Linked DNA regions of Mus musculus: region 2 is linked to region 1. Evidence: chromatin contacts called from public Hi-C data. All regions are on one chromosome and are shown on one strand. Each heading gives the region's core, a stretch centred on a gene start, on an enhancer-like site or on the middle of the called end of the contact. The rest is flanking DNA. Distances are from core to core; before and after follow the strand shown. Region 1 has its middle 38 kb from the start of Cracr2a. Region 2 holds the start of Cracr2a (calcium release activated channel regulator 2A).

Region 1 (7,131 bases), core at 1,243-3,742:
GTACCCACGGGAGGAATCGGGTCCATGTCCACCCAAGCCAAGGTTAAAAGCCCACTCATCTACGGATGAGAAAATCATTTGATCACCTCAGTTAAGCGTTGCCTTATTTAACTTAATTAATAGGGGGGAGACGTACTATTGAAAGGGCAAGCCCTTCACTGCCTCCCACCCAAATAAAAAAGCCAATTGGCCTTGTACTACAAGAGCCGGTCGAACTCCTTCTCCCTGTTTCCCACCTATCATCCAAAAAAGCGGAGAAATATCAACTTAGTGTTATTATAGTGTATTTCACATTTGTTCAGTCAAACTTAGCCAAAGTTCCAACGCCCTACTTAAAATTCAACTAGAAAGTTACCTACCAAGTACTAATTAGCATTATAAAGTCAGAGCCTACAGCTCCAGGCTTTTCAGTTAGTTGTTCACTAAGATAAGAAAGGACAGTCTTAAGCCAGATACAGTTTACCATAAGAAAAGTTAAAGAATCCCAGTGAAGCAAGTTTTTTCTTTAGCCCTAGATTCCAGGCAGAACTATTGAGCATAGAAAATTTTTCCCCCCTCAGGCCAGCTTTTTCTTTTTTTAAATTTTGTTAATAAAAGGGAGGAGATGTAGTCTCCCCTCCCCCAGCCTGAAACCTGCTTGCTCGGGGTGGAGCTTCCTGCTCATTCGTTCTGCCACGCCCACTGCTGGAACCTGAGGAGCCACACACGTGCACCTTTCTACTGGACCCGAGATTATTCGGCGGGAATCGGGTCCCCTCCCCCTTCCTTCATAACTAGTGTCGCAACAATAAAATTTGAGCCTTGATCAGAGTAACTGTCTTGGCTACATTCTTTTCTCTCGCCACCTAGCCCCTCTTCTCTTCCAGGTTTCCAAAATGCCTTTCCAGGCTAGAACCCAGGTTGTGGTCTGCTGGCCGGACACAACAGTGAGTCAATCTTATAATCAGGACAACTACCAGGTGACTTATGTGTAGGTGGTATATATGATGGGGATTCGCTCACACATCCCAGGCAAGGCAGAAGAGCACATTGTGAGGCTTCCTTGGCCACCTCAGGGATGTTGACACTTTAAAATTCATGAATTATTTGTGAAATATTTTATCTAGTTCCAATATTCCATCTTACTATTTCCCATACTGCAGTCGACTGCACTTATGGAAAACATGGGGACCATAGATGATGGGCCATGGAAGAGCATTTTGCAACACAAGATGTTTTAGTTAGACTCCAGAAAGAAATGCCTACTGTAGCTTTAAACCCAGAATTGATGGCCACAGGAAACCTTGTAATCGCTTGGGTAACTTCAACAGCAAAAAAGCAGGCTGGTGCTGAGGCAGCCTGCCAGGGCCGTGTGCAGCAGAAGGCACTCTTGTTGCTCCTCTCGTCCCGGGTACACCCGTGCTTGTCCTTAGGTAAGCCTTTCCAAGAGACTTCTTCAAGGTGGTTTCATACCTTATCTCCCTCACAAGCCCGTAACTTTGTACATAGTAGACTCAAAAGAAAGGTTATTTAGAGTGAATGAGCCGATGAGTGTTGTCCACCTGAGCCCTCCTACCTTACCTTCCTTTTCTCACCTCTAAGCACCTCCCTACCTAGGGCAACCCAGAAGGTCTCTGCCTGCTCACACATTGACATTCCCTGCTCACCTTATGTTGTTGTCAAACCATGTTGCTTTTCTGTGGAAGTGCATACTTCAAAAATCATACCTGAAGATGAATTCTGTACTGATGGGATAGTGATCACTAGTGTCTCACCAATGATCTCCCCTTACCCTGGCCATGCATTTAACATCATCACTCAGTCACAGCAAGCAAACGAAAGCTTAGAATGTGGTAAGTCCAAGGTTAACAAGCTAATCATGATATAAGTCTATGTCTTCCCAGAGTCCAGCACCTGTGAGTGCTCTCATGCAGGAATATCTATACACATGAGGAGTGGCAAAAGAAGAACACAGGCACATAAGTCTCCAAGAGACTTGTAAGCTCTGCTAACTAGAATAAAAGAGACATAAATTGATGTGTGAAGAGCTGAGCATTCCTCCTACAATGAACTCAGTCCCGGGGCTGGAGAGAGACCTCAGTGCTTAGAAGAGTGCAGGGGACCAGAGTTCCATTCCAGCGCCCACACCAGGCACGAGGGGATCCAACACCTTCTCTGTGGTGCACGCACACCCACACACACACACACACACACACACACACACACACACACACCACACCAAATGTGTCTTTTTTAAAAACCTGCCGTGGTATCCTGAAGCCCATGCCTGTCTCCTGGCTACTACTTGCAGCCTGCAGGGTGCAAAGTGGTCCCCCATTGACTACTAGGGTGCACATTGCCGGGTTCCAGAAGCTTCAGTGGCACTCGGACCCTGCTTTTCATCTGTTCAAAGAGTTAATTTTCATCCGCTTTCTGGGATATGTGCAGCTGGGAGTGGGAGCGCTCTGTCATCACCACACTCTGACAAGCCATTTCCCCTTCTTCCGTTTCTGTTTGCTCTTACCTTACATCATTAACCTCCCTTTCCTCCCCTCGTGGGGAGATTTTGACCAGACCCAGGTCATGGAGGACGAAGGCTCTAGTGTTTTTAGATGCTATATCAGAACTGGCAATACTTCAACTCTAAGTGCACGGTGCCCAGGGCCTTCTGTGATGAGTTCTCCCCGTGAATCTCCTGCCTTCCTCCAAACTCGAGGTTTCTTTTTATAGAAAGTAGTCAGTTCTCTCCCTAAAGGTGTGGTGTCTTTCATTGGAAAAGGAGGCTGTAATTTGTGTATCATTTTCTTGGTTCCAATAACACTGAGGCAATCTTCAGTTGAAGTTTGGTTATGACAAAGCCTGAGAATATTATCCCATTATTCCTCAGGGTGGGCAGTGGGGAGGGGAAACGGCAATGCAGGCTGATTTTGCTCTTACTCATCCCTTCCCTGTAGCAGAATAGAAAGACAGAAACTACGGAGACATGAGATGGAAAAGAAGCCCCTTGCCCTGGGATCTAGTTTGCCTGTCTTACTGAGTATTCAACACAACTAAGAAAGCCAAAATTGCCCACAGAGATAATGTGTAATTAAAAAAATTTTTTTTTTAGATTTTATTTACTCATAATGTATATGAGTATACTGATACTGTCTTCAGACTCACCAGAAGAGGGCATCAGATCCCATTACAGATGGTTGTGAGCTGGGAATTGAACTCAGGACCTCTGGAAGAGCAGTCAATGAGTGCCCTTAACTGCTGAGCCATCTCTCCAGCTGACGGGTGATTTTTAATGTGACTATATAACGGCATCTCAAGCAAGGATGCTGAAGACAACAAGTGGCCTGTGCTTCTGTGGGCAAACTGTGTGCAATCTCGAGTCTTCCCATGTTAGTGCTCCTCTCTCCAGCCTAAATCCAGTGTGCCCCATAAAGCCACCTTAACAATTCCATTCACAAAGGAACATTTTAAGATTAAAAAAAGGAAGAGGCTGGAGAAATGGTTCAGGGGTTAAGAGCACTGAATGATCTTCCAGAGGATCCAGATTTGACTCCCAACATTCACATGGCTCACAACCATCTGTAACTCCAGTTTCAGGGCATCTAACACCCTCTTCTTCTGGTCTCCTCGGGCACTGCGTGAATGTGGTACACAAACATACATGCAGGCAAGACACCCATGCACATAAAGTAAAAAAAAAAAAAAAAAAAAAAAAAAAAAAAAAAAAAAAAAAAAAAAAATTTTTCATATATTTTACATTTAAAAAAATTGTTTTGCTTTGTATTTTGCTTAGTCTTTCAACCTTATAGATGATACCCTTTAAGGGATGCAACTCAGGAAGCCACAGGATCACATACAGCCATCGGAGAGGATGCTTGGGCCCCTCTGGTACTTCTGTCTAAATGCTTAATAAACTCAGTGGCTGTGATTCACACCTGGGCCATCTTGGAGACGTGATGGGAAGGGGACTCCTCAGGCTGCTGGTGGCTGTAGGTCTGTCTCTCTCACCTTTACTGCCACTGCCACTGCCATCTCCCATGGTTGAGGGTTGATGTGGCAGGAGAGAGCACCCACTTTGCAAAGATAACCAACTCTGGGCATATATTCATCCAACATTGACAATCTTTAAGGATAAGGCCTGTGCTCTGGGCATTAAGGTTGGGAGTCTGGACCCGAAGCCAGGCAACCTGGGTTTCAGTCTTTTCTGTAGCAATAGCTGCCTGGGTGGCTTCTCTCCACCCTAGTCTCTTCATCAGTCAAAAACGTCTTTTCCAAAGCTGCAAAGAGTACTCAAGACATAGTTTCAACACCAGGTCTGGGGCCTGGCAGGCTCTATGAGTATCAGAATAGATGACAACATGTAATGATAACCCAATTGTGGCATCCTTACCAGTAGTGCTGAAAGAAGGGACCAAAAGAAAATAGTTCAAAGAATTGACAAAGGAGGGAGGAATAAAGTGTTTTGTGTGCGATACTTGTAACGGTATCCTGTTTAGGCATTTCTGAGTACAGTCCTGTGTATTAAAGAGATAAAGACCCGGGAGTTGGGCATAGGGAAGATCCTGGCTCGCAGGCACTATGTGCTAATCCTATTTGTAAGCACACCATTGCACCCACTAGAGGGCGCATGCTGCTTCAGTTCTGAGAGGGCCATATCTTGAGCTCAAGACCCTTCAGGTTTGCTTGCTTCTCCCGCCTCTGGGGAATTTAGTAGCTGAGTATCTCAACTGTGACTCATGTTCTCCCATGTTATCTACTTATGCCTACATCTAACACTGAAGGTTCCCTGCGCCCTTCCTCGTGTTATTACAAGTGTTAATATCAGACTGTGAATACGTAGAATCCACAGACAACTTGAGTATATATATATATATGATAACATGTATATCAGACATGTTATACATCTTCACTTCAATGGGTATCTAATATCACGTGTCTGCGTGTATCAATGTATCCTGTGGGATCAGACATTTTTTTAAAAGTTCATATTCATTTTGCCCTATGCAATGAAATTTTCTCCTGTTTCACAGGGCTTTCAGCTTCTGTTTTCTATAATTGCCATGTCTAGAATATTTAATTCATCACTCCTCAGCCTTTTGACTAAGATCAAGTGTAGAATATTTAATTCACCCAATGTCAGGCACACTTCAATGCCTGGAAGTTCAAGAAAGAAAAGGAGAAAAATTGTTCCATCTCAGTTTACAATTGTGTGGCTGTGCTACCTCTCATCTACACACAAGTCTTTCTTGCACCCCCAAGGCCCTCTAGGAGAGGAAGAATGCTTCTCAACTTCTGTGTGTGGTGTGTGCATGAGTATGTGTGTGTGTTGGGGGGGTGGGGGGTTAACTGCTTTTGCCTATGTGGAAACCAAAGGTCAACACTGGGTGTCTTCCTCTGTTGCTACACTTCATTTTTCCTTTTTGAGACAGGCTCTCCCAGTGAACCTGGGGTTTGCCATTTCTGTAGGCTGGCTGGCCAGTGAGCTCCCAGGATCCACCAGTCTCCACTCTCCAACAGTAGAGCTGCAGATATGTACTGCCATGCCTGCTCTTACATGGAAGCTGGGCATTCAGACTCAGGCTCTCATGCTTTCATGACCAGCATGCCACTCACTAAGTCATCTCCCCAGCTCCCCTTTCAACCTTTAATCCCCTCTTTCCTAATTGTACTGAGTAGATAGCCAATAAGTGCGGTCAGAATGCCCATTTATCAAATGGATAGAACTAGAAAAAAAGTCATCCTGAGGTAACCCTGACCCAGAAAGCCAAATATGGTCTGTGCTCACTTATAAGTGGATATTATCTGTAAAGTAAAGGATAACCATGCTACAATCTGCAGACCCAGAGAGGCTAAGTAACAAGGAGGGCTCTATGGGGGGTGGGAATATGAATCTCCCTGGGAAGGAGAAATAGAGTAGATATTGTGGATAGACTAGGGGCACGTTGGGATGGGAATGGGAAGGATCAGGTTGAGGGGAGGATGGAGGGAAAGAATAGTGGGAGAGAGGACTGGAATGGGGGCATTGCAGGGACAAGATTGACACGTAGGGCAGTGGAAACCCCTAGGAATCTGTTAGGGCAAAAACACATAATGGGGAATGCGGAACCTGAACCAGCCATATCCTGTAACCAGGCAAGACTTCCAGTGGAGGGATTGGCACACCAACCCAGCCACAAAAACTTAGACCTACGACTTGTCCTGCTTGCAAGATGTCCTGGGGTAAAGGTGGCACAGAAATTGTGGGAGTGGCCAACCAGTGACTGGTCCAGTTTGAGACCCATACCATGTGAAGTAACCCCCCCCCAACACTGCCCAGGGGTCCAGGAACCAGAGGCTGGAGAGCCCAGAGACCTAGAATAGAACCAAACGTGACTGGGGAAAAACGTCAAGGAAATGAAATGATTTCTAATGATATTCTGCTATACCTGTAGACAGAAGCTTAGCATAATCAGAGAGGCTTCCTCCAGCAGCTGATGGCAACAGACGCAGAGACCAACAGCCTTAGGTAGAGCTCTCTGAATCCTGTAAAAGAGAGGGAGGAAGGACTATAGGAGCCAGAGGGGTCAAGGACGCAAAAGAAAGTGTATAAAATCAACAAACCTGGGCTCACAGGGACTCATAGAGACTGAGCTGACAATCAGGGAGTCTGCATGGGTCTAACCTAGGCTCTCTGCATAGATATTATAGTTGTATAGCTTGGTCTTCTTGTGGGATTCCTAACAGTGGGAGCAGGGCCTGTCTCTGACTTTTTGCTTGCTTTTGGGACCCCTTTTCTCCTACTGGGTTGTCTCAATATGAGGGGAGGTACTTTATATGCCATGTTTGGTTATATCAAACCAAATATCCCTGGGAGGCCTTCCCTTTTCTGAAGGGAAATGGAGGAGGAGTGGATTGTGGGAGGGGTAGTGGAGGGGAGGGACTGGGAGGAGAAGATGGAGAGGAAAAGGCAGAAACTCATTCCTGTTCTGCTTAAGAAATGGAGATTTATTGCAGATAGTGTGACAGCTGGCACTGGGGCAGTTTCAAGATGTCAGCAGGTTAAAGTTGCCTGCTTTCCCATTACCCCTGCCCAGCTCTCTCTCTCGATAGAAGATAGATAGATGGTAGATAGATAGATAGATAGATAGATAGATAGATAGATAGATGGATGGATGG
Region 2 (7,131 bases), core at 1,844-4,343, 39 kb after region 1:
CTGCCTCTAGGTGGAGATGCACCCCTGTGTCCTCCCTTAAAGGCTAAGGCATCGGGACAAGTCAGAGACCTGGTTAGGAGACTACCCCTAGGAAGGTGGTCTCACCATAAGATAATGTGTTTTTTTCCTTCCCAGAATTCCCAGCCCTCAGTATAGTCCCTTCTAACTAAGTCAGTTTGAAGTTCATTTGGCTGGCTCGGCCTGGGCTTCTAAGTCCAACTCAGAAAGGGTTCATGGTTTCCTTTTCTTCCCTTCTGTGTCTTTCATTCAGATGCTGGCAGAGGCTGAGGATGCCTTTAACTCTGAGAAGGCTTTGGGCTTCAATGCCCTTTTTTCCCCTAAAGTTCCCCTCCCTGCAATGGGCTGCTTATTTAGCTGACCAGTATGGTGGCTGTCCTTCTCCATTTTCTTCTTCTGGGCAGCTGCAGTATTTATAGCTTACCTTTCTGGAGTTTTTCTATTACAGGTTATAAACTGTTCTCATTGTCTTAGTGATGAGACTAAAACCCCAATAAGGGACTTCAATTTTCCTGATGTTGGGTGTTGTATGGTGGTTCAGCTGGGACTCTGCAAGAGTCTTTTCGGAGGAGTTAGAATGGTAGCCGGCACATAAGAATACCCAGTCAAGAATAAAGAAGGTTGAAGTTAGTCAGCCTAGGATTATGAAGGCCATATAGTCATGGAGAGCAAGTAATCAAGGGTTCTTATCTTTCTTCTATTCAAGGTTGGGTGTGTCACCTTGTTAATTGTTTGTTAATTCTTGAATTGGTAGAGAAAAGTGAATATGTTCCTGCAGCCCTAGACGGCATCAACTGATCACAGCCATTCTCACTTATTCTGTTATTCCACCTGAGAGATGATGTCTGACCGTGACCACAGGAGCACTTGGCATTGTCTAATGTGCCACTTTCCATTCTAACTCCTCCTAAAAGACACATTTGCCAGCATCCTTAAAACATCCCTCTGTAACGTTTATTTTGATTTTACTTTTAGAGTTTCATACAGGGGGACTATATTTACATCATTCCCACCCCACTCTCTTCCTCCCCCAACTCTTTTCATGTCCCCCAAGCCCCCTCCCAATGCTATGACCTCCTCTTCTTTGATGTTGTATACATGCACACACCCATACACACCAATGTGCATATAAATATGACCTGCTGCGTTCAGTTATTGTTGCTTACATGTTTGTGTGTTTAGGGCTGACCACTTGGTGTTGGATAACCTAACAGGTGGATAACTTTGTCCTTGAAGAAGTCTCATTTTCTTTATCTCCACAGCCATTCATTGCCTTGGGGCCTTGTGAGATTTCCCACTTCCGTGTTGGGATCAATTGATGTCATTGTGCAGTCTTGTTTGGGTGACTATAGTGTTAGTGTTAAGATTTCATAGGTGCAGATCCCTGTCAAATATAGAAGACACTATCTTGCAGCAGACACTCTGGTCTTCTGGATCTTACAATGCCCCCCCCCCTTCCCTCTGTGATGTTTCCCGAGCCTTAGGTCTAGGGTTAGAACTTCTATGACACAAGAATCCTTAGCCATGCACTGACAAGAGGTTCAATAACTTGCCAAGGCTGTAGCTGCCAAGATAGAGCTCACATCTGTGGGCTTCAGTCTGGGCTCTTGACTGCTAATACCTTGACCAATTAACTGATTAATAGCTCATGAAGCAGTGAGAGGCAAATGACTGCCATCCCATGAGGTGGTTGTAGGCATGGAAGCCAGCTGGAGCCTGAGAAGGAAGAGGCAGTAGTTATGAGAATGACCATGGCCATGACCTTAGGTGCCTCTGACTTGGTGTCTCTGGTCTCCGTTTTCTCCTCTGTAGAACGGAGATGAAGTGGCTTTGCATCAAGATGAGTCCTGCCGTCCCTCCTTGTCTTGGGCGGTGGTGATGAAAATGCCTCTTTTCTTAGTTTAGCTGATTGAGAAAGGTGAGCGATCCATCTGACACATCCTAGAGACCCAGATTTGCTACCTAGCTGGCTGGGTCTCAAGCTTATGTGTCATCTTGTTCCATTCCAACTCTGGGGGCTGACACAAGCAAGCCTTCTCCAGGACTGAGAAGGGAAAACCAGGGCACAGAGGAGGAGACGCTGAGGGAAGGAATGAGAGGATATTGGCCCCTTCTGAGGCTCCTGCGGTGGGGTGGGATGGTGAACTAGCCACTGGCCGGCTGCAAGCAGAAAGGATACATTGTAGTAATTGGTACCAATGAGTGTGGGTGTCTCTTTGTGATCTGGGTTTAGAGTGTGTTTCTATGTGTGTAGGGTGTGTGTGTATGGGGGCGATGGCTAATAGATAAACTTGCCAGAGGAGGACAGACCTTCTGCTGAGGGGCAGTGTTTGGGGAAAGGTCCCTAAACTGATATTTCATGGAGCCTGGATGGGTAGGTTTCCAACGGGAAAAGAAGAAAGAGGGGAATTCTGGGTAAAGATAGAGGTCTTAGCAGCCAGAAAAGGCACCTGGTATTTGCAACAGGTAGCAGCTTTGGTGCAGAGCTGTATGTTTGAGGGTCGAGTGGCGAAACTGGAAGATGAGCTTACAGCTTGGTAGGGAGCAGTGGACTCGGCTGAAGGGCTATCTTCAAGCATGGAAGTTTTTGAAGATTTATTGAATACTTTGTTTAAAGGCACGTGTTGCATGGACTTTAATTGAGCACGCATTCCTGCCCACCCTAGAATACATAAGATCAGACAAGCATCAAGAACAAAATCCCCTTGGTTTCTAAGTGCAAAGAGAGCAGCTGAAGCCGGTTTTTCAGGGTGAATGAGTTCTCTCTAGCAGGTCCACAAAGCCCAGACTGGTGCCTGGCTTTTAGTGCAAAGAGAGGCTCTGGAGACAGACTCCCTTGGCTCATTGAGCAAGGGTCCTCTAAGGCAAAGACCAGCAAAGAGGGGGCACAGGAAGTCTTGGGCTCCAGTCAGCGACGGCCCCGCCCTCGCCACCCAGACTGCAGGCTTTAGTAGTCAGTCACAAGTTGCTTCGCTAAGCTGGGACACCACGGTATGGTGTAGATCCTGGAGCGCGCGCAGTGGGGCGCTGCTGGGGCTGGACCAGCCATGCAGCCGGAGGCGGGGACAGCGGACCAGATCCGGCTGGCCGGCGAATTCCTGACAGCTGCGAGTCAGAAGGCAGGGGGACAACTCGGACAGCCGCACTGGACGCCCCTGCAGGTAATCGGAGGAAGGTCTTGGGAGGCTTCGCCCCAAACCCTCTGCTGGGCAGCAGAGAACGCACTTCCTGCAGACCAGCAAAACACAAGGAGAGGCTGGCCTGGACTGCATGCACCCTGGGACAAGCATCCCAGCCTTGGCTTCCCCAGGCCTGGTTAGGCCCTCTGCCCTGCACCCTAAAAGGGACTATAAAAGCTTAGGAGCACCAGGGTTTAGAAAGAGCCCCCATCCCCTCGGACCCTTCAGTCACACCCAGACTGTTTTACAGAGGAAACTAAGACTTTATTGGTGAAGTGACTAGAAATTCACACTGCTGGACAGCAGGGGGAGCTGCTGGGAGCCGCTGGCACGTGGGCCCAGCACAGGGGTAAGAATTGCTACCTCACAGGGAAATAAACTCAGAGAGACAGTTAAAAAAAAAAAAAAAAAAAAAAAAAAAGACCAAAAACTTCCCAGAGCAGAGGGAGAGATGAGGTGGAGGGATCCTGGGGTGTAGCTTCCTCCTGATCCCCATTTGTCCTGTGATCTGGCTGTATGACTCAATGACCTTGTGCTGTATCTGTCCCAGATGTGGTGTGTGTGTGTGTGTGTGTGTGTGTGTGTGTGTGTGTGTGCGCGTGTGTATTGTGTGTAAGCACATACGTGTGTACCACATAATTGTGTACCAGAGCACAGTGATGTCTACCCTTGATTTCAGGAAAGTCTCACAATCCACACGTCTTCCCACTAACCACACAACCCCTAAAGGGAACCTGCCCAGTTTGCCTCTGTGGAGGAAACCAGGGATCCCTACTGTATTAGCCTTTGACTTCAGAAGGCAGAAAGTGTCAATGAGTGGCTGTCTACAAAGGTGACAGGCCAAGAGGTAGAACCTGATTGGCACATCGCATAAGGTGGTGAGTCCCTTATTTCTGGAAGAAGCTGGTACATAAGAAGTAGTGTTATCAGTGATGCAGGCAAAGGGGTGTGCAGCCAGGACAGTGTGTCCACACAAAGTCAGAGTTCAGTTTGAGGGGTCAGGTTCATGGCCCTCTTTAGGAGGAATGAATATGCATGTCCTTATGGATAATAGTCGTCTATGAAAGCTACCCTACAATGTTTTGTCTGGGGATGCTAAAAAAAAAAAAAAAGAAATTAAAAAATAAAGAGGTGTGACCCAGAGGTCCCTTGGCTTTTCTGAAATATTACACTGCGATGCTCGGGGGGTCTGGAGGAGGTGGTGCTGTTCCTTCTGGAAGGAGCGGGGCAGGCATGACAAGCCAGATGTGGCCTTCAGATCTTGAGGAAGAAGCTAAGTGTGGATGCTCTTGGAGGGACACCTCTTGAAGTTGTGCTGAAGAACCAGGGGATGTAATGGCAGGCTCGATGCATTAAGGGGCAGTGCCTGGGGCAGAGGGCAAGAGGGCCTTGAATGTTTGACCAGGGAGTCTGAGCATTAGGGTCAGTCCTGGGGTACCATGATGGCTTCTGTTGGAACGGGGCTCAGAAGCCTACAACATCTGTGACAGAGGTGGAAGCCACCCATGCTCGAGGCTGCAAGAGACCTGGGAAGGTGACTGTGTACGCTTGAGCAGGGCTGGGTGGAATGCAGAGTGAGGGGTGGCACCAGAGATGCTGTACAAAGAGCTTGGTAGGTGGGTGGGTGACAGTTGTAGTTGCGGATTCTAGAGCCACGTTTAATAATTACAACAGTAATTCCTCTGTGATCATTATTGACCCCATACTGTAGAGGAAGAACCTAGAGTCAGAAAGGTTAGGTGGCTTTTCCAAGTTCACACAGCAATTATGTGGGGGACAGGGATCTAAGACCTCCAGTGACTATATAAGTCAGTAACCAAGTGTCAGGACTTAAGAGGAGGAGGGAAGAGCTTGTGAGATGGCCCCACAGGCGAAGGCGTGTGATGTCTGTTGTGTCTGGTGACCTGAACTCCATTCTGGAAGCCACATGGTGGAAGGAGAGAACTCACTACTGAAATTTGTCCTCTGTCCATGCACATGCTGTGGAATGCTTAAATGGAGAGAGAGGGAGGAGGGAGAGGGAGGGAGAGGGAGAAGGGGGAGAGGGAGAGGGAGGGGGGGAGAGAGAGAGAGAAAGAGAGAAAGAGAAATCTGGCTTCCGTGCTTGGTCTCTAGAGAGCCTGGGTCCAGAATCAGGTATGTGGGCGCTGAGAGCTGAGAGACTTGTTATTTGTCACCTCAGCCCGTGGAAAGCCCAGCTTTGGGACAGGAACTTTGTGGGCCCTTGTGACACTTGCTTAGCTTGCTCTTTGGAGGGGGCTTGAGCTTACAGGCTGCTGGGACACTGGCCAGGTGGCTGGGAGAAGCTTGGCAGGGGTGAGGGTGCCAGGTAGCCTCCAGTGACCCTGCACTAGTCTCTGGGTTCCCAAGCACCCCTTGCTTTCCTCCCACACAGAGTGACTGCAATGCACAGGGGTTCCTTGAGGGAGAATCACTTCTATTTATCATAGTTTCCCAGATCCCGGTCCCTCCAATGTCTCCCCATAAAAGGCTAAATGTATAGTTGCAGAATATCACGAGTCGCTGCGGGAGGAGCAGAACAGCCACAGGGCTACAACATCGGGTGTTGGGAGGACAGATAGGGAAAGGATAAATTTAGAAAATCACAGTCTTTGGTCAGTTGTCAGTGACTGACAGAAGTGGGTCTAGACCCTGAGGTTTCCAACACCCAGCGTTTGCCTTCTCCTCCTCCACACGAAGACTACTGTGCTAGAGAGCAGCCTGTAGACATGCCCCTCACAGCCCTGGGGTAGTATGCAAATAGCTTCCAGCACCAGGCAGACCACTTCCAGCCAGCGATCTCTTTTCTTCAGTTTACAAACATCACATACACACACACACACACCCCACACACATACCACACGCCCCTGCCACATCATATACTTACATATACCACAAAATACATACACACACTACATACACACACATACCACAACATACATACACCTCACAAACACATGTCACAAACACACCACACACCCCCACCTCACACACATACCTCCACTAAACCATACACATACATACACCACAAAAACACATACCACATACATACACCATACACACCACATACACACACACCACATACATACACACCATATACATACATACCACATACATATCTATTCTCCACAAGCTCATACCATATACACATACCACATACATATACACATACACACATCATATATGTACATACACCCCACAAACACATGTCACATACATATACACATACATACATCATATATGTACATACACCCCACAAACACATGTCACATACATATACACATCCCCACCATACCATACACATACATATACCATACAAACACATACCACATACACACACACCATATATACCACATACATACATACATACATACATACAAACATACATACATACATACATACATACATACATACATACACACATCAGCATACATTGTCCTTCCAGTGTTCACATCACTTCTTTGATCTCTCCAAGTCTTGTTTTTTTCTAAGAGTAATTTGACAAGGCACAGTTTACTGAGAAAGCTAGAACCGCGGCCCATTGGACTGTCAGAATCAGGAGGCCTCAGGTAAAGGCAAGGTTTGTGCATGGACTTATGGAGCCCCACAGTACAGACAGAGATGGGGCCCAAAAGAAGTGACTGTGGGAGCCGAGGGAGGAAAGACCAAGTGTGGAGAAAATAGGTGAGAGTAACAAAGTTCATGACATGGGCAACTGCTGGCCTGGGCAGAGCTGTCCTTGGTGAAGTACATATTAGATTCCTGTCACTCAGGAAGCAACAGATAGCCACATCGACATCATGAGTACAAGGGCAAGGTGACTTTATAAAATATTGTCCAAACCAGGATGTTTTGAGAGTGACAGAACACTGGGAAGAATGTGAATCCTGCCGTGCGGGTGATCCTCGTGACAGCCAAGCCAGGTGTGCTGGTG

What was found. A called contact is a pair of places that touch in the nucleus more often than the background predicts.
Region 2: a contact with region 1 is called in a Hi-C map of granulocyte-monocyte progenitors, with 2.0 times the contacts expected there. The contact joins the promoter of Cracr2a here to the enhancer-like site in region 1. A contact is called at or near these places in 4 of 39 promoter capture datasets (the 3T3-L1 cell line, 3T3-L1-derived adipocytes, liver and 1 more), 3 of 15 datasets of contacts at CTCF or cohesin (CD8 T cells, the NIH/3T3 cell line and embryonic stem cells), 6 of 484 Hi-C or Micro-C datasets (the AML12 cell line, the G1E-ER4 cell line, embryonic fibroblasts and 3 more), 1 of 115 datasets of contacts at active chromatin or transcription factors (embryonic stem cells) and 2 of 9 other capture datasets (adipose tissue and embryonic stem cells).

Annotation. Positions count from the first base shown.
Region 1 is chr6:127,520,044-127,527,174 of GRCm38.p6, forward strand. No RefSeq gene overlaps it. Among named protein-coding and RNA genes, the nearest start is that of Cracr2a, 38 kb to the right of the region's middle. Within about 2 kb of position 2,493, at least 30 of the 459 cell types and tissues checked have an H3K27ac peak or open chromatin away from gene starts, as enhancers often do. A contact at or near this core is called in granulocyte-monocyte progenitors, where this site is marked.
Region 2 is chr6:127,558,243-127,565,373 of GRCm38.p6, forward strand. It overlaps Cracr2a (calcium release activated channel regulator 2A), which reads left to right and starts at 3,094. Exons shown (of 19, transcript NM_001368877.1): 1 at 3,094-3,179.